Linked DNA regions of Mus musculus: all the other regions are linked to region 2. The links are chromatin contacts, called in public HiChIP or PLAC-seq and promoter capture Hi-C maps. All regions are on one chromosome and are shown on one strand. The core of a region is the stretch at or near the end of the contact, and the rest is flanking DNA. Distances in the headings are between cores, read along the strand shown. Region 1 overlaps Btbd9 (BTB (POZ) domain containing 9). Region 2 holds the start of Tbc1d22b (TBC1 domain family, member 22B). Region 3 holds the start of Stk38 (serine/threonine kinase 38).

Evidence for each region. Promoter capture Hi-C pulls out the DNA fragments that hold promoters and counts their contacts. HiChIP or PLAC-seq counts read pairs in DNA pulled down with a chosen protein or histone mark.
Region 1: an H3K4me3 HiChIP or PLAC-seq map of stem cell-derived neural progenitor cells shows a contact between it and region 2, with 4 times the contacts expected there. The contact joins the enhancer-like site here to the promoter of Tbc1d22b in region 2. A contact is called at or near these places in 1 of 39 promoter capture datasets (embryonic stem cells), 4 of 115 datasets of contacts at active chromatin or transcription factors (bone marrow-derived macrophages, forebrain, large pre-B cells and 1 more) and 1 of 9 other capture datasets (embryonic stem cells).
Region 3: a promoter capture Hi-C map of pre-B cells shows a contact between it and region 2, with 4 times the contacts expected there. The contact joins the promoter of Stk38 here to the promoter of Tbc1d22b in region 2. A contact is called at or near these places in 1 of 39 promoter capture datasets (pre-B cells), 4 of 115 datasets of contacts at active chromatin or transcription factors (effector CD8 T cells, large pre-B cells, memory CD8 T cells and 1 more) and 1 of 9 other capture datasets (adipose tissue).

What each region holds. Positions count from the first base shown.
Region 1 is chr17:30,466,184-30,470,765 of GRCm38.p6, reverse strand. The region is part of intron 6 of Btbd9 (BTB (POZ) domain containing 9); the gene reads left to right. Among named protein-coding and RNA genes, the nearest start is that of Btbd9, 110 kb to the left of the region's middle. Within about 2 kb of position 2,630, at least 61 of the 459 cell types and tissues checked have an H3K27ac peak or open chromatin away from gene starts, as enhancers often do. A contact at or near this core is called in forebrain and stem cell-derived neural progenitor cells, where this site is marked.
Region 2 is chr17:29,547,181-29,551,244 of GRCm38.p6, reverse strand. It overlaps Tbc1d22b (TBC1 domain family, member 22B), which reads right to left and starts at 1,443. Exons shown (of 13, transcript NM_198647.1): 1 at 1,251-1,443. The coding sequence starts at 1,306. Tmem217 (transmembrane protein 217) reads left to right here and starts at 1,652. Exons shown (of 3, transcript NM_001162901.1): 1 at 1,652-1,736.
Region 3 is chr17:29,005,151-29,009,416 of GRCm38.p6, reverse strand. It overlaps Stk38 (serine/threonine kinase 38), which reads left to right and starts at 1,422. Exons shown (of 14, transcript NM_134115.3): 1 at 1,422-1,706.

The DNA.
Region 1 (4,582 bases), core at 1,381-3,880, 920 kb before region 2:
CAGTGTGCAGTGAAAAAATTGTGCTGATTTGATGGCAGGTGGGGCACAGTCTGACAGGATGGAGGAGAGGGTGTCCTGGTGGCTCTGCTCTCTGCTGCTTCATATATGACTTCTGTCTTCTTTCCTTATATGTGTCTTTGTTTTCCCATTAATGTTCTTTATCCCGACCACTATGACTGCTTAATAGATTCGCAGAGTAATGGCAGCTGTTTCTGCGTGGGAGATTAGAGGATGAGCTTGTCACAGATGAATGTTAATTGGCAACATCGAGCAGGCCTGAGGAGACTTCCAGCTTCTCGGTCAGAATAGGACCTGACACAGAAGACTCGGACGATCCCAGCATGTCCCTAGCTGAATGCTTTGACTGGCCCTGAAGTGTGCACTGGACAGTACAGGTGGGGCTAGGTGGCTCCCGATCTGCTTAGGAGGTGTGGGAGTTCTTCCCTAGGCCCTGGTTTGAGCTACTCAGATTTTTTTTGTACATATTTTAAAAGGATCTGTGTTCTTCATATGACTTTGGTGACTCTGACATAGTCACCTTAAGTTTGTTGGCTTCTAAAGGCATGGCCTGGTTTTCTGAGGTTTTGTTTTGTTTTAATTTTGTGGAATGTCTGAGTGTTGTTTTATTAGAGTAACAATAACGCATGGAGATAAGGGTCCCCCTTTTTCCTTCTGTCTTCCTGGGGGTACCTTCCCCTTCCCTTGCCTCGGGCTCTTTAAGGTTTTACTTGCATGGCAGATTCAAGGGAATACTTTTTTCCTTCTTTTTGAAGCTCTGCTTATGAGCTAGAATCATAAAAATTCACAAATTGTGCCAAATTTTCTTTTGTTGATGACTGTGATTTAGCCTGTTATGTAACTGTAATGTATAATTTACACATCCTGAAGACCAGCCGTCCTTGTACTGAGCAACTATATTTAACCCTCACTTTCTTTGGGGGGAAGAGAACATTACCAATTATCTTTGAAACTGTATTGTGAGACCGTGCACACTGATCCACCCTCTGCTTCCATTTTTAATTTTTGGTACATCAAGTTGTACGTTCCGACTTATTCTGTGCTTTTCATACATCTGCACCCCAGAGGTGAGGGGCCTGGTGTCTGACGCCGGTGTTCCAGCCCTCTCTTGCCCTCCCTGTCCAAATCAGCAGTGAGATGAAATGTCTGCCACCCCAGGGTAGTGCAGGTCCAGAGAGGACGCAAGTACTGTCTTCCCATGCTTCCCCTATCGTTGTGAAGGAAAGTGAAGAAGGCGTTTCGGGAAACGTTTCTGGAAACGTTTCTAATGGTGCACAGTTCTGTGCTTAGCAGGGAAAGAGCAACTCTGCCCTTGTTTGCAACATGGCATTACTAGTTCCTCTGTGATGTGTAGACTTTCTGAAAGAAAATTGTTCATGTTAGTGTCCACATGTCTTGAACTTTAAAGTCTAGTCCAGGAATAAGTTCAAATCCCATAGTGGTGCCCTTTAAACAAATTTGTTAATTTCCTTCTCAGCATCCTGCTTCTTCCCCTGCTGCAGGCTCCGGGTGGTGCTGGGTGGTGCCTGGCAGCGAGGGGCCTTGACTGTTCCCCTTAGGAAGGGAAGGCTTGAATAAGAAAGAGTACCTTAAGGGTAGGTAGGAGGAGCTGCTGTAGAGCTATCTAATGGATGTAATAGTTCATATATAAAGTCTGAGGAATAGGAGTAATATTCTGCAGCTGAGTAACTGTAGATTAATCCATCTTCAACCAGTACTGGAAGCATCTGTAAATGGGGAAATTATCTTTTCCTTTTTTTTTCTTTTTGGCACAGCTGGACTAAATGTTTTTTCCCAAATACTTTAAAGTTAAATTACATCCACATACCAAAATCATAGGAAAGATGGAAATAAAGTGTAAAAGTGTTCTTTTCAGCTATGTTTACCATGGTGATGGTGGTCTGTTTGGGGGGATGCAGTGTGGCAGGGCACCCTGAGGTCACTATAGAAATTCTTCTTGTGTTAGAGGGGCCCGTAACAGCTTGTGGTGGTCCATTTTGGCTTGAGCTGGATGAAGTAACCCTTTTAAGGTGGGTGGTGCCGTCAGCCGGGGAAGCTTCTCCCCAGGCCCTCCCTTTGACCCTTTCAAAGCCCCTTTTAAGTCCTCCTCTGAAAGCACATCACCAGGCCTTCCTCTTCTGTCAGCAAAGGCCAGCCGGCTCTCTCCTCCCCTGCTCTGCCCTTTAATGAGTGCTTGCTTCTGTGGAGGGAGAGGGACTCCAGGACATGTAAGCATTTTAATAGGCCTGAGTGACATTCTACAGATATGTTTGGAAGACATGAAAGGGTGCAGGCTTTGCTCCTGTCTCATTCTCATCGAAATTAGAGATTCCATTCACATGCTGTGCCTACAAGGTGTTTAATTTTGGCAACATATTCTGTTTGAAGATTCTTGAGGAAATAAAAAAGTAAAAAATGCCAATTCACAATTCTGTTTATTGGAAGTGAATGAATACAGATGGAATTGGTACATTCTATAAAGACTAAACTAAAAGAGTAGAAGTAGCTTAGGAGTAGCCGCAGCATCAATGTGGCTGCAGACGTCGGCAGTTTACAGAGCACTTTGCTCACAGCCCATTGGCATTCAGCACAGCCTTCTGTGGCAGGAGCTGCTTTGGCCGAACTCCTCCGGCTTCTTTAGCTCTAAGATCTCTGAGCCTGAATCTCCACACTGGCTCTTTTAATTGGCATTCTTGCGACACCATGTTATTAGACGGGTTGACTAGTCAGAGCGTCTGCTATTGGTGGCAGCTGTTCTTCATGTTTAATCTTTCCTCCTCTGCACCTCTCATCGCTGTCACTTTCAGTCTGAAAACTGGAGCATATGTAGCCATCTTTATTTACTTTTGTTCTGTGCTAGCATTTGCCTTCCATTAAATGAGGTTGTCCTTTAGGAGACAGCTGGCGATTTGTTTCTAAAGTCAAGACTAGACTCATCTGTTGCATTCGGAACCTGGGCTATGTTAGGGAGGCTGCAAAAATAAAAATAACCATCGGTGTGAGCACTGTGCTGGAGCGGCAGACAACTGTCCCCACCAAAGAGCTGCCACTTCCGCTTGTAGTTGGTGGCTCTGATACTTTTCTCCTGGGAGTTTCCCAGCCAACAGTAGACAGTGCAAGCATCTGTGAAGGGGCTGCCTGGGCGCATGCCTGTGTGCCAATCTCCTCCTCTCCTCCAGAGGGGCCAGTCTTCAGGTTTACTCTTATGAGCAGCACTCCTAATTTGATTTTAATGTCAGCTCAAGGAAGTTTGCTTCTCTTCCTTTTGTATTGAAGTTATTGAAAGCATTGTGGTGATCTTTAACCAAGATGTGCTTTTGTGCTTTATTAAATGAACTTAAGGAAAAAAGTTTAAACACCAAGTCAGCCTAAGGGTTCTTTGAATTCTCATGATCAAGCATAGGTTAAGAGTTTTTTATATATATATATATAGTTTGTTTGTTTTTTGTTTTTTGTTTTTTTTTTTCGAGACAGGGTTTTTCTGTATAGCCCTGGCTGTCCTGGAACTCACTTTGTAGACCAGGCTGGCCTCGAACTCCGAAATCCGCCTGCCGCTGCCTCTCAAGTGCTGGGATTAAAGGCATGTGCCACCACTGCCTGGCAATTAATTAATTTTTTGAGAGCTTTTTTCACGCAGTGTATTCTGATGATGCTTTCCCCTCCCCAAGGCTTCCCAGATCCTCCCCACTGCCCAGCTCTGTGCCCTTTTTAACAAAACACATAAATAAAACCACAAATGTACAATCCCCACCCCCAAATCCCACAGAAATGGCAATATGCCACACAGACTCACACACACCACACAAAGCTTAAACAAAGTATTAGGAGGCAAAAAGCCTAGAAGAATGCCGTTGGGTTTGTCTGCATTGGCCACCTACTCCGGGGCACGGGCCTGCCCTTAAGTAGAGTTGATACCCAGTGAGACTCCACTGGAGAAAGGGAAATTTTCCTTTGCAAGCGGACATCAGTTGCAGGTAGCTTCTTGGTTAGGAGTGGGAGCCTTTGTCCACTCCACCTCTCAGTCTCCAGGGGCGTGGCATCTGACTTGAACCTGTGCAGGCCCTGTGCACGTTTCCACAGTCTGAGTTCTTATGAGCATCAGGCCTCTTGGATCCAGAGGACACTGTTTCCCTGGAGTCATCCATTATGTCAGCCTCAGTCTTCCTGCCTCCCCTTCTGCAGGGAGCCCTGAGTGGGAAGGGGTTGATGAAGAGCCCCAAAGGGTCTCACTCTGACATGTTTTACATAGAGCGGATGGCTCAACCCAGGGAAGAAGCTTTGCACCTGTTGAATTGCTTTTGACGTGGTTTTGTTCCATACATCGATGTGTATCTTTTGTAAAATTTTAGACCATAAAAATGTTAGCATCTTAGTTTGACGTTACATGTAACCTGTTAAACTTCAGCATTTAGGCTCCATGGAAGTGCTTAGCCAGCCCCAAAATTCAATCACTGTAGCAGTGAACTGAAGATACTAATATAAAGAATGGGTTATAGGAGTTTGGATTCATTTTTAAAGGCTTCCCTTTTAGAGTTAAAGAGTTAATTCTTAAACATGAAAATAT
Region 2 (4,064 bases), core at 194-2,693:
GCTAGCTTTGCCTCCCCTGCTATTATATTAGCACACATTGCTAAAACCTGGTCCCTCAACTTTCTCCACGTGTGTAATGACAGCTCAGAAAAGTTACACAGCCAATGCTGACTCTCAGTTTCTCTTTCGCTTGAAGAAGGGGGCGAGGGCTGTGTGTAACTCAGTGGCAGAGTGTCTTCAACAGTGTGAAGAGAGAACGGAAGAGGGGGAGAAAGAGGAGAGGGAGGGGGAGGGGAAGAGAAGGAGGAGAGAGAATGGGAAAGAGGGGAGAGAGAGAGGGAAAGGAGGAAGGGAAGAGTGCGAGGTCACAGGTCAAAGGACTACACCTGAACAAAAAAAGACTTAACAGGAAAATCACTAAGGATAGAACTCATGAGGGCGGTGACCAGACACAAACTCTTAACACCAAGCAGCCTGTGGCTGGCAGAAATCTTAAATTCAGTAGTGAAACACATAGGGCTTTCATTTTTCAGGACATCACCCAAAACAAACGGAACCAGTAAACCAAAAGGCAGCCTGACTGAGAGACAATTGCTCAGTGTCAACATACACTAACAAGAGAAAGAAACACTAAGGGAATAAGTTGCTTGAAAGGTCTGCTCTCCAACAAAACAAGAATAAAAGAACTTAATGCATCCACACTGAAAAATCATCACTTCTCCGGGATGCCAGAAGGAATAACTTATTCTCCACCCTGCGGCCACCCTGTAATAATTTCTCAAAAGAAAGGACCAACTCAAGACAGAGTAAGGTCAGGCTTGAGAATTCCCCCTCCCCTGTCTTGCTCATACCCCTGCAGGCCTGGCCCAGGCTCTCCTATCAGAACCCCTTTGGGAGTCCAAGGGAAGACAGGAATGTGATGATGGGCTGGGAACCAAGGCCATGGGGCCACCAACCCTCATGCAAGCAGCCACCCATGCTGTTGGAGACCCCTAAGGAGTTCTGTAGAAAGTCGGAAGCGGTCTGCAGGTGGCCCTCCACGGCTACGCTGACAATGGCAACTCGCCCAACTCCACTGCCCCTCACACTGGTCCCCTGACACCTCCCAGCTGAGGTTCCCCGCCCCCAGACCCCAGTCTGCACCCCACACCCAAGCTGGCCAGGCTCCTCTGATTGACAGCTGCTCCAGCCTGGGCTACTCCGACACCAGCCCTCCGGCCTCGGGGGTACCCCAAGACGGAGGGATTCAGGGACCAGGATCTGGAAGGCTTTGGGTCCAATCCCCACTCCCCTCAGCGTCCTGGGCTCACCTCCCCGGTAGCTTGGCGCTCCTCTTCCAGAACTGCTTGCTGTTCTCGGCGGCCATCTCTCCGGCCCGGGGGAAGGCCTGGTCGGTGGGTCACGGGGGGGCCCCGCGACAGGCCCCCGGGACCCCGCAATCTGAGGGCCAGCCCAGGCCGCTTCCCCGCCGCCGGTCACCCGCTCCCAGCTCCTGGGGGCGCCATCTTGGATGTGGGCACTCCCCCCGCCCAACACCGTTGCCATTGGTGGGCTGAGCAGGCCGGTGGGCGGATGGACCAATGAGGATCCCGGATCCTGCGGGCCGCTGAAGGCCCGCGGCAACGTCAGGGGCTGGGCACACAGGTGGGCCGGGGAGGCGGGGCTTAGATGGGCAGGAAGGCGGGGCTGAAAGTTCCTACTCCCCGGAGGCAGAGAACCAGGTACTGCGAGGAAGAAGTAGATGGGACTGTTGCCTTTGATGGGCTGAGGTTCTGGGGTTGTCTTGGTGGAGAGGGGTAAGGAGAAACCATAACATTTGTATACATTAGTCTTTAAAGGAAGGCCTCATGTAATAATGAACATTTTTTAATGTCCCTCACCTCAATGGCACCCAGGGTGGTTACCCCCCCACCCCCCCACCCCCGCCTTGTTCCCTTATGGTCCTAGTTTCGCAGAGGACAGTTCCGGCCATACCCCAGTGCGGGTAACTGTTGTATGAGTAGCAGTTGATTTATCAGACTCCCCCTTTCTTCCGCTAACTGAACTTCGTGATGTAATCCCTTCTTCGGGTCTGACTCTTTCTGGTTATGAGGATCCAGATACTGAGAAGTCATGCTTAGGAAATACTAATTTATCCTCCAAGTAGCATTTTCTCTAGGGACGTTGTTCATCCCCATGGCAACAATCAGGAAGATGAAGGATGTACCCCCAATATCCTCAACTCCTTTATTAACTGGCTATAAATCTTCCATCTATAGATTCATTTTTCAATCTAATTTTGACTCAAAATGAGATCTAATTTTAGCATGTTGTCTCCTTTGGGTGTCATGTTAATGACTACCTCTCTTTTTTGAGTGTGTTCTGGGACATTTGGGGGAAGATGGAGGGTACTTCCTTTTTCTACTCCGAAGAAATGTTTGTTCAGACAAGGAACTGTGGATATGTGCGAGCTACTGCTCAATCCATCTCTGTACTAACACCCTAGGGTTTCTAAATATTGAAAAATACATTACATTTATTCAGTGTGTGTGTGTGTGTGAGAGAGAGAGAGAGAGGAGAGAGAGAGAGAGAGAGAGAGAGAGAGAGAGAGAGAGAGAGGTCAAAGGAGAACTTCAGTTTTCTCTTCTCACCGAACTCAGGTCGTCAAGACTGGCTGTAAGCCCCTATACCCATTGAGCCATCTTGCTGGCCCAACATACTGGCAAATTCTCAAGGCTCCTTCTTTTCCCACCTAAAGAAACACCTTCTATATGTCCCTCAGTGATTTCTTTTTACATAGACATTACTCCCAGTTTTCAGGCTTCTTTTGCTTGCTAATGTTAAAAGACTAGGACTGTAGACCTGAACAGGTGGCCCAGGGGTTAAAAGCATGTGCTGCCCTTTCAGAGGACCTGAGTTCGGTTCCCAAGTACCCACAACAGGTGGCTCATAATGGCCTGAAATTCCAGATCCAAGGGATCAGACACCCTTTTTTGGCTTCTGTGGACATTGCATACATGTTGTTAACACACATACACACACACACCACATACACACACACACCACATACACACACACACCACATACACACACACACACACAAATAAAAGTAAACATGATAGGAGGCTGGGGAGATGGCTCAGAGGTTAAGAGCACTGACTGCTCTTCCAGAGGTCCTGAGTTCAAATCCCAGCAACCACATGGTAGCTCACAACCATCTGTAATTGGATCTGATGCCCTCTTCTGGTGTGTCTGAAGACAGCAACAGGGTACTCACATACATAAAGTAAATGTAAAAAGTAATAAGCATGATAAGAGTTAGATGAAAAGGGCTATTTCTACTGAACCACTGTTCTTTTATAGACTTGTATCTTATCATTTTTCCCTTTAAAGATTTATTATATATACTGTCTCTCTCTTCAGACACACTAACCCCTAAGAAAGTGAAAGAATTTTCTTGGGAGGGGGAGGAGGGAGAAGGAGGAAACTAAACAGTCTTCTACCCTTCTCCTTCCACAATCCCAATAACAAACAAAAGTTTGATTCCACCAGAGTTCACTCATGAGTTTATTAGGCTTACTTACAGAGTTTGAGATGGGTTGTAGTTAGGAGTGTGGGCGACCCTAAAGCAGATACACTGGAAAATCTGCATGAAGCATGGATGTTTGCTTCCCCTATAGCCACCCAGATGGAACCCCCTCCCCAGCCGGTGTACTCAGTGCCTCCCCATGACACCAAAGCCATGTTCAATTAGGACAAAACTTTACACATATGACTTTATACAAATATATTTGGCTCTCAGGATAGTGTTGTACAACAGGAGAATATACTAAAGTCTCCTTGTGACTGATGATAATTATCTTTATTCTTTTATTTAATTTTTTTAGATTTTTTTAAATGTACATGAGTGTTTTGCCTGTATGAGACTCTGTGCGCTATCTGTGTGCCTGATACTCACAGAGGTCAGAGAAGGGCATGGGATCCCCTGGAACTGGGGTTATAGATGGTTGTGAGCCACCATGTGGGTGCTAGGGATTGAACTCCAGTCCTCTGGAAAAGCAGGAAGCGCTCTTAGCTACTGATCCATCTCTCCAGCTTCCTTTGTCTTGATTCTAAATGGCCAGAACTTGTGCTGGCCTTTGTGA
Region 3 (4,266 bases), core at 173-2,672, 540 kb after region 2:
CTGATGAGCGTTGCCCTGTGGGGAAGAGGAAAGGGGGAAGTAGCAGCAGGCACCACTACCCCTGCTTGGGAATTTATTTTCAAATGAGAGACATGATGTAACCCACATCAGGACTTGAGAGGCTAAGGCAGGAGGATTTCGAGAGTTCAAGGTTTACCCTCAGCAACACGTTGTTTGTGTTACCCTGAGACCCTGAGCTACATAAGACTGTCTCAAAAAAATTTTAAGAGGCAAAAAAAAAAAAAAAAAAAAGTAAAAAAAGTATTAGCAAGATAATGAATTCAATAATTACAATGCAATTAAAAACAAAATCAGCCGGGCGGTGGTGGCGCACGCCTTTAATCCCAGCACTCGGGAGGCAGAGGCAGGCGGATTTCTGAGTTCGAGGCCAGCCTGGTCTACAAAGTGAGCTCCAGGACAGCCAGGGCTATACAGAGAAACCCTGTCTCGAAAAACCAAAAAAAAAAAAAAAAACCAAAAAAAAAAAACCAAACCAAAATCAAAGCGGGGGTGGTGGTGGTGGTGGTGGTGGTGGTGGCGGTGGCACACACCTGCTGTAATCCCAGCACTTGGGAGGCAGAGGCAGGTGGATTTCTGAGTTCGAGGCCAGCCTGGTCTACAAAGTGAGTTCCAGGACGGCCAGGGCTACACAGAGAAACCCTGCCTCGAAAAACAAAAAACAAAACAAAAAAACATAAAAGAAAAGGGAAAATCAGAACACTTACTAGGGGCGGCTTGGGAAGTGACTAACAGGAGGGAGCTCTCTTCTCGCTTGCTCCCAGAGGACTCCTTTCTAGGGAGCCATTCATCGTTTTTTCAGGACTTTAAAACTTTCTAATCGAGGGCACTGGGCTCAGTTCTCTGGAAATCAATGAGAGGCTTTAAGTTGTGCACAATGGAGAGGTGTTAGGTGTGAGAGATCACCTGATCCCAAACAAAGGCACGTTAATCCTTTACAATAACGAAAAATAGGAAGGGCCACGGGTTCCAACAGACTTATGGCCACAATGATCTGAAGTCAAGGAGGATGGGGTAAAACTCAGATTAAATTTCAGAGAACTAAAGACATCATCCAGCGAGTGCACGCCAAATGCTAAATCCCCGTCACGGTAGTTGATTGCATTGGTTTAGTTGATAGAGAGCCAATGTTAATTTCCGGGTGCAGAGCCCGGTGCCTTATGTAAGACCTTGAGGGAAGCTGGGTGGGTGTTGGCTTTTACGGAACTTCCAGGTTTTCGTTTTGTAACTTCTGGCGAGTCTATAATTATTTCAAAAGAAAAAGTAACATAACAAAGGCCAGCTAGTCCAGCCCATCACAAAGCCACCAGGGAGCCCGCCCCGCTCTGCACTCGTAGGGCCTCCTCGGCTAGGCGCAGTCGGGTGAGGGGTGAAATGTGGGCGGGGCGCCGCCGCGCACGCGCAGTCCCGCTGCCCGGCGAGCGCCGCTGGCGGGGGGCGCATGCGCAGTCTCAGCCGCGGCGGCCCCTCTCCACAGTCTGAGGGGGTACCGGGGGAGCCTTGGCCCCTCCGCGCCGCCGTCTTTTCCGGCAGTTGGGGTTCTTCCTTTTGTCCTGTCCTGTCGCGGATCGGCAGCTGCGCTCATTCGGAGTCCCCGGCGTGTCGCGGTCGCTCTGGAGCCGCCCGCACGTCGCGTCTGCGCCGTCTCTGTAGCCGTCGGCCCCGCGCCTCCCTCCCCCCTGGGTCTGGTGAGTGTCTCCCGGCCGTCGCCTCAGGCTTGCCGCCTCGTCCGGCCGTCCCACAGCTCCTGTGCACTCCAGGGCTCCTGTCAGCGTTCTCTCTGTGGTCCCCAGAGCCCCCTTGTCCGTCCCTCTCTTTCTACGCCTCTGTCCTCAACCGGGACAGGCAGCCGCTCCCTCCTTTCCTAGTCGCCAGCTTTGTGTGTCTGCTGCCACCGGCTCGTCCCCTCTGACCTCGGTCAGTACCACTCTGCACCTTAGGATGAGAGAACCAGAGGGTGTCTGCACTTCGAGAGCTCCCCCCACCCCGGGGTAGGTGTGGGACCTTGGAGGCTGTCCCCCTAGTCCGCGATCAGGGGGTACCGGGCTTCCCCTCACCTTAAGATCCCCGCCCGTGGACTGCAGACTGTTAAAATTCGAGAAAAGGGACCGAGCTGGAGGACAGGGAAAAGTGGCAGAAGAGTCGGAGGAAAAGTGTGTCAGAAAGCGCATAACGGCTGCTGCCAGCGGCGCCCTGCAAAGGACCCAGAGACATAGGGGAATCTTGCTCTTTTTCAAGATGAATAGGAAGGTCAGCGGCGTGAAGTAGCTTCACTGCTTCCTCTTCCTTCAGCTCACCTTGGCTGTGAAGTAGCCAGTACATACGGTTTCCCTAAACAAAAAAAACAAAACAAAACAAAACAAAAAAAAACAAACCACATCGCTGCAAGAATAGCTCCCTGCCCCACCCCACCCAAACATCAGATAGCAGCTTCCTCCTAACCCGATGGCTCTGTCCTCAGACTCTGGACAGCACACCAGTGTACACACACACCCACTTCAACATCAGGCATGTTCTCCACTCCCGGGAGTGGACTTCACAAATGGAGCATTTTGTCTGAGATGGGGTCTGAATGTGTACCTATGCCTGGCCTGGAATTTGCTTTGTAGACTAAGGTGGCCTAGAACTCACGGAGATCCTCCTGTCTCTGCCTCCTAAAGGAATATGCCTCCACAGACCAGCCCACTTGTGACTTGTGACTTTACTTTTCTTTCTTCCTTCCTTTCTTCCTTCCTTCCTTCCTTCCTTCCTTTCTTCCTTTTTTTTTTTTTAAAGATTTCTTTATTTATTTTATGTATATGAGTACACTGTAGCAGTACAGATGGTTGTGAGCCTTCATGTGGTTGCTGGGAATTGAATTTAGGACCTCTGCTCGCTCTGGTTGGCCCTTTTTTTTTCCTTAATGTATTTTTTTTTTTTTTCTTTTTTTCCGGAGCTGAGAACCGAACCCAGGGCCTTGGGCTTGCTAGGCAAGCACTTTACCACTGAGCTAAATCCCCAACCCCTCCTTAATGTATTTTTGTGACAGGGTTTCTTTGTGTAGTGCTGGCTGTCCTGGAACTTGCTGTGTAGACCAGTCTGATCACTAACTAGGAGATCCACTTGCCTCTGCCTTCCTCTTGTGACCCTTTTTTTGGGTGTGTGTGTGTGTGTGTGTGTGTGTATGTGTGTCCGAGACAGGATTTCCCTGTGTAGCCCTGGCTGTCCTGGAACTCACTTTGTAGACCAGGCTGGCCTCGAACTCAGAAATCCACCTGCTTCTGCCTCCTGAGTGCTGAGATTAAAGGTGTGCGCCCCCACGCCCAGCTCATGTGACTCTTTAAGGAGTAGCCATGGCTTCATCTTGAATTGCCCAATGAAAGAGAATAGACCTTTGGTGACAAGGAAATAAAATGTTGGTGCAATGGTTTTTGTAGAGATGGAGGTACCATTGTAAAGTCATCCAGCCAGGCATAACTCTATAGTGAATAAAACAGTTGGCTCTTGTGTGAGCTCATTCTGAGGTCCCAGTCCCTAGTGCTGAGTTTTATGAAGCGTATATGCTTTGTTAAACTGAACTAAGACTTTTTTGTCCACCATCCTCTAACTCTGCAGAGCCAAAGGAGCCTGAAGTAAGTAGGATTCCAGTGGCTTATAAGACAGGGCAGGAAGCTTGAATTATGAAAAGCAGGAGGGAAAGCCCTGCCTCATAAGAAGCACTCGGTTGACCCAGTAAACCCGTAAATTGCTATTGAGCAATATTAATTGGATCTTTTGATTAGAGGTTATTAGAATTAGGCTAAACCTTTTATGAGTGGAGGTAGAGAGAAGGGCTTGAACAAAGGTCAAAAGGGCTGGGTGTGGTGGGCCACTGGGGCACTGGGTAGCAAAGGCGGGTTGATCTGAGGTGGAGGCCACCTTGCCTACATAGTGAGCCTGGGAAGGAGAGCCCAGTGCTTAGCATTGCATTAGGTACTGGCTGAAGAATAAAAGGATTCTGCTGGCCTGTTATATTTGACATCTGCGAGCGCACATAATATCCCATTGACCTTTTAGTTCTTTCAAGATAGATTCTCACTATATAGCTCTGGCTATCCTGGAATTCACTATGTAGACCAGGCTGCCCTCAAATTCACAGATCTGCATGCCTCTGCCTCTGGAGTGCTGTGATTAAAGATGTGTGCCATTATGCCCGGTTTCCTGTGGATCTTTTTATTGATTGATTGATTGGTTGGTTGGTTGGTTGGTTGATTTTTTTCAAAACTGGGT